Linked DNA regions of Mus musculus: all the other regions are linked to region 3. A link is a contact called in public HiChIP or PLAC-seq and promoter capture Hi-C data. All regions are on one chromosome and are shown on one strand. Each heading gives the region's core, a stretch centred on a gene start, on an enhancer-like site or on the middle of the called end of the contact. The rest is flanking DNA. Distances are from core to core; before and after follow the strand shown. Region 1 has its middle 28 kb from the start of Gm33041. Region 2 has its middle 5.3 kb from the start of Gm33041. Region 3 overlaps Sema4d (sema domain, immunoglobulin domain (Ig), transmembrane domain (TM) and short cytoplasmic domain, (semaphorin) 4D).

Evidence for each region. HiChIP or PLAC-seq counts read pairs in DNA pulled down with a chosen protein or histone mark. Capture Hi-C pulls out chosen DNA fragments and counts their contacts.
Region 1: a contact with region 3 is called in an H3K4me3 HiChIP or PLAC-seq map of bone marrow-derived macrophages, with 2.9 times the contacts expected there. The contact joins two enhancer-like sites. A contact is called at or near these places in 3 of 115 datasets of contacts at active chromatin or transcription factors (bone marrow-derived macrophages, embryonic stem cells and pancreatic cancer cells).
Region 2: a promoter capture Hi-C map of adipose tissue shows a contact between it and region 3. The contact joins two enhancer-like sites. A contact is called at or near these places in 8 of 484 Hi-C or Micro-C datasets (CD4 T cells, bone marrow-derived macrophages, cerebellum and 4 more), 4 of 115 datasets of contacts at active chromatin or transcription factors (bone marrow-derived dendritic cells, bone marrow-derived macrophages, embryonic stem cells and 1 more) and 3 of 9 other capture datasets (adipose tissue, embryonic stem cells and liver).

The regions. Positions count from the first base shown.
Region 1 is chr13:52,193,290-52,197,226 of GRCm38.p6, forward strand. No RefSeq gene overlaps it. Among named protein-coding and RNA genes, the nearest start is that of Gm33041, 28 kb to the right of the region's middle. Within about 2 kb of position 1,347, at least 5 of the 459 cell types and tissues checked have an H3K27ac peak or open chromatin away from gene starts, as enhancers often do. A contact at or near this core is called in bone marrow-derived macrophages, where this site is marked.
Region 2 is chr13:52,215,852-52,219,284 of GRCm38.p6, forward strand. No RefSeq gene overlaps it. Among named protein-coding and RNA genes, the nearest start is that of Gm33041, 5.3 kb to the right of the region's middle. Within about 2 kb of position 1,445, at least 10 of the 459 cell types and tissues checked have an H3K27ac peak or open chromatin away from gene starts, as enhancers often do. A contact at or near this core is called in adipose tissue, where this site is marked.
Region 3 is chr13:51,733,218-51,736,928 of GRCm38.p6, forward strand. The region is part of intron 2 of Sema4d (sema domain, immunoglobulin domain (Ig), transmembrane domain (TM) and short cytoplasmic domain, (semaphorin) 4D); the gene reads right to left. Among named protein-coding and RNA genes, the nearest start is that of Sema4d, 59 kb to the right of the region's middle. Within about 2 kb of position 1,519, at least 79 of the 459 cell types and tissues checked have an H3K27ac peak or open chromatin away from gene starts, as enhancers often do. A contact at or near this core is called in adipose tissue and bone marrow-derived macrophages, where this site is marked.

The DNA.
Region 1 (3,937 bases), core at 97-2,596, 460 kb after region 3:
CCCCTCCAGGAAATCTGGATCGCCCATCACCCAAACCCTGCTAAGGAAGCAGGCGGAGTAATTATCCCCACAATGAGGGAGGGCACTCTTCCTCCCCAGATGCCCCTTAGGGAGTATCCATCAGGCAGCACTGTAGAGTCTCAGTATTGCACTCTGTCTGCATCTCTGAGTTCACCTGGGCACAGATTCCCAAACACTCTGGTGCATGAGTAGTCTGAGTTTTGATTATGTAAAATGACAGAGCTCTGAGGGTGAGTGTGGTGGCGGTTACGTAGCACCGTGAGCAGGTTTCCTGCCTGGACACTGAACACAGTGAAGGAGGTAGAGTTTATGTCATGTTAAACATGTACAGTGCAGAAAAATGAAATATCTGTGCAAACCCTGTTTGGGACTAGCCCCGAGGTGACTAAGCCCCGTCTTGTTCCTGGTGATTGAATGCAGAAGTCAATTGTACACAGGCTCTTAGGTGTGGACCCCCAGGTGGCAGGGGACACAAAGGACAACGGGGAAACTGGTGTGTTTCCCTTTGTGCCCTGACAACAAGGAGGAAGTGGCTGGACTGAAAGCAAACAATGAACCAGAAGAACTCATGAAAAAGGTAATTTAGAGCCCCAGCATCTGGGGACACAATTAAGGGAGCGCACTTCCCAGGGAACCTGGCTTCTCTCTGCCTATGCCAGGAGAAATGCCTTCCATTGGGATTGTACAATGGCCTCCCAAAGCTTCAGAGAACTGTGCTGGGGTGAGTCACCAGAGCGTACAGTGTCCTGGGGAACCCACATGCACCAATTTATCAGTCCCCACTGACAGACTAAATTGGGATTTATTAACAATTGTTGGTTCAGTGAAGAGGCCCCACCATGTATTTTGATTTTGTTTTTCATCAGCCTTGGTCAATTAAAAAAATAATATTAGAAGAAGCTTAAGAATCAGTAGGGTGCTTCCTGGCTGTGCCTGACGGGAGTGTGCCAGACGGAGCGTGCCCCTCACTGTAGAACGTGATCTAATGTCACTGCCTGGGCATTAGGAATTTCATGCCAAGTTCTTATGATCAGATTTATTGTGATGCTATAATCACATTGAGAACCAAGAAGTCCATTGAGAAGTTCCTTGAGTAGTTAAGGACCTAAGGTCCGGTCCTGCTGATTTGTTGCTGCATAGGAAATCTTAAGAGCTTAAGCAGTATAGTTTGGAGGGTCAGGAGCCCAAACTGTGTGGCTGCACAATTGGAGCCTCAGCAGCAAACAGCCTGGGAGTTGGAAACTTGTGCTTAGCTTAGACTTAGGGCAAGGGTGAACTTCCCACTTTCTTCTTGTTATCTGAGCCCTTAGCATCAGAGACCAGGCTCTGGCAGCCGGAACAAGCTGGTTCAGCCACTATATCCATTTGTCTTAGTCAGGGTTTCTCTTCCTGCACAAACATCATGACCAAGAAGCAAATTGGGGAGGGAAGGGTTTATTCAGCTTACACTTCCATACTGCTGTTATCACTAAAGAAAGTCAGGACTGGAACTCAAGCAGGTCAGAAAGCAGGGGCTGATGCAGAGGCCATGGAGGGGTGTTTCTTACTGGCTTGCCTCCCCTGGCTTGCTCAGCCTGCTCTCTTATAGAACCAAGACTACCAGCCCAGAGATGGCACCACCTACCAGGGGACCTCCCCCCTTGATCACTAATTGAGAAAATGCCTTTCAGCTGGATTTCATGGAGGCATTTCCCCAACTGAAACTCCTTTCTCTGTGATAACTGCAGCCTGTGTCAAGTTGACACAAAACTACCCAGTACACCATTAAAGTGATAAATAAATCAGAGGAAGGTGTTTTATTCCGTGTGACCATTCTGAGGAGGGGAACAAATAAGGCAGAGGTCCAGTGACCACCCCCTCCAAATCTCCCCAAGTTCATCATCAGGACCTGACATAGGTTTCAGTCCAAATAAAAGCCTGTGAATGTGCGGTCAAGCCTGGTCCACAGTGTCTGGCTCCAGCCTTCCCTGCGTGTGGTCTGACAGGCTGTCAGACCTGTGAAATCTCTTTCAAAAGACAAGCTTCGCTGGATGGCTCCAGACTTCAGCCTTTCTTTCCCCAGCATGAGACTCCTGGGGGAGGGGGGATTTTTAGTTCTTTGAGGTCCCTCAGTTTAAGTGTCTCTTTAAAACAATGTCTCTGCTATCCCAGGGAGGTGATACCCCAGGCCTCTCCCGGTGGCCATGGATGGGTTCAGTTCTTTGTAGATACCAGATTGAGGGCCAGAGTAGACGACAGGAGCTATGAGATCTCCATAGCACAGCTCATAGGACCGCCACGAGCTTACTGGAAAGACACAAGTCGTACTCAGTGGGAAGAATTGGAATGTGTCTCTTGTCCATCGTCTCAGAAGCAGAAATCAGTGTACCCAGTTTGCATCAGCTGAAAAGCAAGGCATGATGGGATTCAGTCTCTCCAGGAAGAATTTCCAGAGAAGGTGCAGCACAGAAGACTCGAGAGATCACCTTCACCGTCACCTGGACTGGATTCAGTATCACCTTGGAAGGGAGACTTACCCTGAATGTGAGCAGTACCATCTTCCATGCATGGCTGAGAATACAGGCTTCAGGTTAGCAGTGTGCTAAAGATTCCCACGGCCATTGCATGCTGTGCTCAACATAGCACTGATGTCGAGTTGTGGGTAAGATCCCTTTCTTACAGGGATCTCTTGGTTCTTGTCTTCTTGAAGGAAAGAGTTTAGGCCAAGGGATGTAGGCTGCTCAAGTGGAAGTTTATTTAGCAAAGCAAAGCAAACACTCCATAGAGAGATGAGCTTGGATGTTCCAAGCATGAGAATCTATCTGCCCAGTAGGTCTGCACTGTGGATTTTGAAGACGTAATGAGTATTTATGAAGTGTGTGGTGTATGCATGGATGAAAGTGACACATTTTCCCTCCCAATCATATCATGGTGGGACCAGATCTCCTTTTTGTATTATTTCCACAAAGGGGATGGTGTGTGTGCATGTGTGTGTGTGTGTGTGTGTGTGTGTGTGCACATGCATGCATGTGCTTCAAAATCATAGTACAGGCGATGCATTATGTCAAGCCTTTGCGGTTCTAGACCCTTCATTAGTACACGTAGGTGACCACTGGGACAGTGTCCTGGTGTCTTAGTTCCTGATACAGTGGGAAGAAGCTAACTGCAGCTTCAAGGATGTCCAACCACAAAGGAGCTTCTGCCATGCAGGAGACACAGCTGCCAAGCCACACTTACTGTTTCCTTGGTTACTATATATCTAACTCCTTGCCTCCCTGGTGTCATCTTATAGTTACACACACACACACACACACACACACACACACACACACACACGGGGGTGGGGGAGTGGCATCGCTGGGGGCAGGGAGATTGAAACCCATTTTGTTCCCAGCTTCTGGAGCGATGGATGTTGGTGCTTTCCAAAAGCCCCTGTATGGGGAGGGTGCCCTCTCTGCTCACTTCCTCTGCTCTCATTCAGCACCTCGAGGGTGGGTGATGAGGAATGGAGGGTCCTTTGGCTAATGGCTCAGAAGACAGGCAGTTCAAGACTGGGTGGCCACATCTCGTGAGGTCCTTCTGGCAGGTGGGAGCTCTGTGGGGTGGCAGGGCAGTTCAGTAAGCAAGACAAGTGCATCCAGGTTCAACCCTCTTCTCTCACTGCACAATTGTCGCTTCCCTGAGTCAGGATCCTCTGTTGTCACTGTATCTAGCTCTAACTGTCTATGGAGGAGGCACTGCCAGCAGGCTGACCTCTCACCTCTTTCTGCCTCACATTGCTGTGTACATTCCAACACCAGAGCTGGGGAGGCAGCTCAGTTGGGAAAGACACAAGCACGAGGTCCTGAGTTCTTGCAGCGATGTCATGTGAAAACCCAGGGGGCCTGGTGGCTCGTGCTTGTCATATTAGCATCTACCACAGGGAGATGGAGACAGG
Region 2 (3,433 bases), core at 195-2,694, 480 kb after region 3:
GCTGAGGGTCTTCGCCCTGGAAGTTAGGGAAGGAAATCCGTAGTGAGCAATACTGGCCTGAGCTTGGGAGGGGATTAGCATCCTGTGGCCAATGGAAATAAGACCATTGTCAGTGAGAAGATTATTTGGAACATTGAACTTGGCCGATGTGAAGTTGTTCACTTAGCCACCCTCTTCTGGCCTCTTCTCTTGTTTTCTTTGACCTTGGTCTGGGTTCCAATCCCCAACCCTCGGACATTGGTGGCACATGGCTGCCATGAGAGACAATACTGGGAAGCCATGTCCAGGCTGGGTTGGCACCACAGTGTTTGGGGGTGGGAATGGTTATGACTATAGAGGGCATACAGTTCTGCACATCAAGCTACCACAGCCTCTTCTTCCAATATCTCAAGACAATTAGCAAGAAGTGAGACATTCTGCTGTCAGAATAAAACGTTCTTGGATGGGTCACACCCACATCTCTAAATAGCCCATGTTAAACCTACAACCACACTGACAGCTGTATCTTCGTAAGGGTGTGTGTATGCATATGGATGTGCGTGTGCGTGTGTGTGTGTGTGTGTGTGTGTGTGTGTGTGTGTGTGTGTAGACTAAGCTTGACATTGGGTATCTGTCCTGGTTGTTCTGCTCCTTTAATTGTGAAACAACCTTAGCCGCTGATCCTGAAGCTTAGTATTTGGCAAGGTTGGCTGGCCAGGAGCCCCTGCAGAGCTGAGGTTACAGGCACACACATCACCACAAGTTGTTTCTAAATATTAGTTCTGCATCTCAAATTCAGGTCCTCACACTTGGAAGGGGGAGTGCTTGACCACCCGGGATGTGCATATTCTTGCACACACATATTTTTAAAGGGAGACTGAGGAATGGAACTGTCTTCTGAATGCAGTTTGCTGGTGAGAGGCCCAACCCATTACCAGCACTGGACAGTAGCAAGCTTTGCAGTCATTTCCAACTGAGTAGCTGGTGACATGGGCTCTCAACCTGGTGGTGACTTGTACACCCCCAAATCTTAATCAACAAGTTATAACTGTGCACATTTATGGAGTACTACGAGTTCTTTTGATACATGTGTGCATTACATAATTTTTAAACCAGTCTGAGTACCTTATGCAATGAACAAGTCATATATTGATCTCTTTAGATACTTATCATTAAAATACTGTCAACTCTCTCCAGATGTTCTCGTAGCTTACCCCACAGATGTGGGGTAATATGTATTTGGCATCACTGCCCACTTCTCTGCAGCAGAGTACCAGCATGCCTTGCTCCTGTCTCAGTATAACCCTGTGCCTGGTGCTCAGTCTCTTCCTGCTTGCTCTCTCCTGCTCTCCTCTCCCCAGCCTCTGGTGATCATCGTCCCAGTCTCTCCTATGACATCAACTTTCAGATTCCACATGCACTGAGATCATGCCCCATTTGTCTTTCGGTGCCTGGTTTGCCTCACTTAGCCCAAGGTCCTCCTGTGCAGTCGGATTTGTCGCCAGTGACAGGTTATCAGCCTTTGTGGCTGAACCATGGCCCATTGTGAGCACAGGCCACATTTTTCTTCATCCGTTCATCAAGTGTGTCCCAGATTTTAATGAGATTTTAGACCATTCTGGAATTTGTGACATTAAAGGTTGTGTGTATGTGTATACTCACATGATATAATCCAACCTTTTAAGGTAGTGTATAGTCAAGTCCATATTCTGAATAATTTTGGGCTTTATGTATGTCAGAGACGTCACCTGGTTTTCTTACATTTAAATTTTAATTAGGTAAGAAATACACTTATATAACTAAGTGATTACACATATTAAAACTTGCACAGCTAAAATTCTCTCTTCTACCACAGCCTGGCCAGATCAGATTCTCAAAACAAACGTAAAAACAACATTAGTACTGTCAACTTTCTGTGTCGTTTATCAGATATTTTGATATGGATCAGAAGGTTGGCATCTATCTGAGCTTTCTTTTTCTCAACTCTGGGCATAATGTGTTTCTCCATCTTTCTCTTTTTCATTTAGCCTGGTGTCTTGAAGTCTTACACCTTTTAGCACATGAGGGGTTAAACACGTATCTTTATAAAGACTGGCATCTGTCACCCCATATCGTGTGCCAAATCTGTTTAACCAGTCCCCTGTGGAGGGAGGCGCTGAGTCTTTGTGATTTCCGATACTGTAAAAAGATCCCAGAAAAAAAGCCAACAAGTGTTCAGTCCACTGGGTGAAGGGATGCGGCCACTTTAGTTTTTCCACCACCGTGACATGGTTATAAAAACAGAAAGAAGGAAAAAGAGGGGGAAAAAACAGATGATAACAATCCTCCATGAAAATTGTGTAGAACAGAAATGTGTTATGTATAAATACATTTTTATTGGCATACAGTCATGTCATTTCTAGGCATCCTGTCTACTGCTTTCCATGAACAGACAGAAGCAGCATCCTCTTCCTGCCAAGCAGGGATACATGAAAACCCCAGGGATGTTTTACATTAGAGCAGCTTTCCAAGGCCAGAGGTGATGCTGTGTGTTGTCAGTGTCAGGATGTCTTCACCATGTGACTCATGAGAGGAACATGGCCTCTGGAAGTCAAGTTCCAGGCAGAGTAGGACACAGACCATGTCATCTGGTAAGATAATGAAAGCTATCCTTGTCACCTAGGGACTTGGTGACCACGCCACAAAATAGAAGACACATTAGTGTGACCAGGCTGAGCACTTTCCACCAAATTTCACACATGTTCTCAGCAGAGTCACTCATAAAGCATGTGTGTGCATACACATACATACACACATATGGATACTTATGTGCAAGCACATACACACACAAATGAATACTTATGTGCACGCACATACGCATGTGAGTACATATGTACACACACATACACACATATAGATACTTATGTGCACATACATACACATAGATGCACACACATACACATGTGAGTATTCACATGCACACATGTACATCATTTCAGTGGGGAGGACTCACACAGTTACCAAGCAAAGCCCTTTAGTGGTGCTTAATTACTGTTCTGAGCTTGATGGTGGTGGTTGGAAAGAATATCCAAAGAAAATAGGATGATCATCAGTTTTTCCAGAAAGAACACTTGCTCTTAGGCTGAAGAATACTGGCAAGAGCCTCACTAGTAGTTAGGAAGCCAAGCAATCACGAAAGGAAAAGCCACTCACTCTTAGAATAGCTAGATGATGGTTTTAGTTATCTTTATTTACTGGGTGTGGTGGCTCATACATGTGATCCTGGCACTTGGGAGGCTGAAGCAGGAGGATCTCTCTGAGTTTGAGACCAGTCTAGACTTCATATCGAGATTCTAGCTCATGAAAAAAAAAAAGAAGAAGAGAAAGAAGAGGAGGATGGAGAGGAAAAAGGGGAGGAGGGACAGGAGAAAGAAGAGGGAGAGGAGAAGTTATCTTTTTACTTTGGGGCTAAGAA
Region 3 (3,711 bases), core at 269-2,768:
CTGAGATTAAAGGCATGCGCCACTACTGCCCAGCTGGGTTCTTCCTATTTAGTGTGGCTCTGAGTGCTCGAAACTGCCTGTACTTTCGAATTCCTCAAATCTAAGGAACATGAGAAACATCTGATAGACCAACAAAATTCAAAAACAGATGGTCAAAGAGGAAGAGGGGAAGAAGGAGGAGGAGGAAGAGGAGGAGGAGGAGGAAGAGGAGGAGGAGGAGGAGGAGGAGGAGAAGGAGAAGGAGAAGGAGAAGGAGAAGGAGAAGGAGAAGGAGAAGGAGAAGGAGAAGGAGAAGGAGAAGAAACAAGCTGATACTCAGAACCTCAGCGCCAACTGCAGACTTCTTCAGGAATAATGAGGCCTTGGCTACTGAGATGACGCAGGCCACTCTGCAAGCTTAAGGACTTGGGTCACAATCCTTGGTACCCATGATGGAGAGAGAGAACCAACTCTGAAAGTTATGCTCTAATCTCCACAGGTAAGCCATTGCATGCACATGACTGGACTCACACATACAAGGCCCCTGCCCAAATTACACCCAGATAGCCATGGAAACTGAATGTGTATAACTGGCTCGCACATTCCCAATAGGGCCCTACTCCTTTACCACAGCCTTGGCAGGCTGTGAGAAGAAGCAGAGGGAAGAGGAGTTTTATACTTATTCTGGTTCCTTCTCTTAGCTTTGTCCAACTAAAATGCATCCCAAATCCCGTGTAGAGAGCCATCTCTCAAGTGCTATGCCTCACTGCAGGAAGGTGTAGTACGGCTGGCATGGTCCACACCAAGTTCATGAGAGGAAGTGCTGGTCATCATACAGATACACACCCACAGGGACACAAGTGGCACAGGACACACAATCACACACAGTTAAGCACGGTGATGTAGGACACACAGGCATATAGACAACTTATCACACAGATGTAGAGCCATGAACACACAGGTACACACACACACACACATACACACAGGGACATGATGGACACATGCTATGCTATACCCCTAAAGAGTAGAGCAAGCACACGTGAGGTGCACACAGAACCATCATACCATTAGCAGCCATCACTTGGGAGGGATGGGAGTTGGAGGAGGACATGGAGACAGGGAAGGGAAGACCATCTAGGAACCTCACTGTCTAGCATCAAAGCCTGGTGCCGCCCTGAGGGACAGCAGTCTTGGCTCCAATGAAGATATAGGAACAAGATACCTGACAGTCCACCAGACCCAATGGAGGCTTCTACAAGGTATCGCTTACCGACCTGGACATAGAAATCATACACGGAATGATTTACCTGTGCCGTGAGTCTCTGGGGTTGTTCCTGGCACCTTTAGAATGGAAGCTTCAGGAAGACATCTCTGAAAGTAATGAGAGACTAAGAGTCAAGCCCCTGGGTCCTCCACCCTCACGGGGCGCTTGGGTTTCAGACAGGCACTAAATACAAACTCCTTAGGGCCCCAAGCAGATGACCTCTCTATCCAGTTCCTGCGGGGCTTGTTCACTGCACCAGAAGTGAGGTGCTGGGCAGCCAGCAAAGGGGAAGCCTGGGTCAGCTGGTGCGCTTGCTTGCTCACCTCACCACAGACACCACAAATAACCACTTCTCTTTTCTTTCCTTCTCCTTTAAAAAAAAAAAAAAATCAGGCCAGAGAGGTGGCTTGGAGAGGTTTAGAGCACTGGCTACTACTACTGGCTGTTTTTCCAGAAGACCTGAGTTCAATTCCTAGTACCCACAGGGTGGCTCACCACTGTCTATAGCTCAAGATCTGACAACCTCACATAGACATATATACAGGCAAAACACCAATTCACATTAAAATATAAACAAACAAACAGACAGACAAATAAAAGCAATTTTGGTCAGGCTAAGTAGTCCGTACGAGCTTCAAACTCGATATCCTCCTGCCTCAGTCTTCCCAGTGCTGGAGATTTCAGGTGTGTGTCGCCACACTCAGCCACCACAGCCATGTCTAAGCATACTGCCCCATCGCAGAGAGCAGAGTCCATACATTAGAAAACTTATCACTAGGCTCAGTTAGAAAGCTTGCCTGGCATGCAAAAGGCCCTGGGACCTATCCTCAGCACCGCATAAACTGGGCACGGTGGTGTGAGCCTGTAATCCCAGCCCTCCATCCAGAATTCAAGATCATCTGTGGCTGCAGAGTGGATTCAAGACCAGCCTGGACTACATGAGAACCAGCCACAAAAACGAAACCAGTCTAACCAAGTCGTATTATTCTTTTCAGATGTTTAAAAAAGTAAATAAGACTTTATTTATTGCATATGTCCATGTGTGGGCACATTCACATTACAGCACATGTGGAAGTCCAAGGGCAACTTGTAGGAGCAGGTTCTCTCCTACCTTGTGGGACCCGGGGATCCAATTCAGGTCATTGAGATGGGCAGCAAGCTCCTTTTGCTGGCCAAGCCAGTTCATCAGTCCTAATTTCAGATCTGTGCCCCCTTCATCTTCCCAAGGAAACCAAGGGAAACCCACAGACAACATAGTCATAAGAATTAAATGGGTGCTCATCCCGAGTCTTGGTTGATTTTAGGTAGTTAGTTCTGAGACAGAACGTGGAGGCTGGTTCACACCGGATCAGCAGTCCTCCTCTAAGGTCTACCTCAGCCCCTCTCTTATCTCTTGCGATCAATTTTTGTTTGTTTTTTGAGACAGGGTTTCTCTGTATAGCCCTGGCTGTCCTGGAACTCACTCTGTAGACCAGGCTGGCCTCGAACTCTGAAATCTGCCTGCCCCTGCCTCCCAAGTGCTGGGATTAAAGGTGTGCGCCACCACAGTCCAGATTGCAGTCGTTTTAAAGCTAAACAGAAACAAGTACCCACTGTGGAGTAGGGCCAGGCATCTGTATGTACCCATCAGCATCTGGGACAGAGGCCTCCAAACAGACTCCCTGAGCCCAGTGACCCCACGCTGCCTGGGGCAGAGGGATAACCTTGGCTGTGGACAGCTGGAGGCTAAGTGTTGGAGGGGGAAGCTTCTGGAGCAGGGCCAACTGAGCCCAGGCTCACGTCTCCCCTAGCGCGCTGGATCACACGCCATCTCCAATGGCAGTCTGCAAATGATATAAGGTGACTCACTCAAAGGGTCTCTCCTGTCCCAGGGGTAGCATCTCTCCTGGGGTTAGGATAGGAAACAGCTTAGGGGGATAAGGGAAGGAACTGACACGGCCCGGAAAGGCTCAGAGAACACAGTGAAGGCCTAGAATTATGATATGGAACGATTCCCTTCCACACGCTTGTCACTTCCTGAATGAAGGACCAGCCAGGGCTGACAGTGTGGTCCGGGTTTCTGTGTCCCTGTGACACCGACTGGCTCTGACACTTGGACTCACTGTCTGTACCCACTTCCTGCCCACCAAGGCTCCAGTGTCCTTGTCTAGTCTCTGGCCCTAGCCAGCTCCAAATTCAAGTCACAACCAGCTTCTGGCTGCAGCAGCCTCCCAGACCCTGAGTCTTCAGCTTGTAGCTTCCCCTCACTCAGACCGTTTTTTTTTTTTTTTTCCTGCTTCCTCAACACAAAAACCACACAAGTTATAATTAGTCTCCCACCCCAGTCACCCTACCCATGGAACCCTCCTGTGTGGGTTTAAGATGCCACCTTAGCCTCCTCCTTAACAAAGCAGCTCCTGTGGCTTGCAGAAGGAAGGAAGACACTCATAAGAAGAGAGCAAGCTTTCCAATTTCAGAAGCCAGAA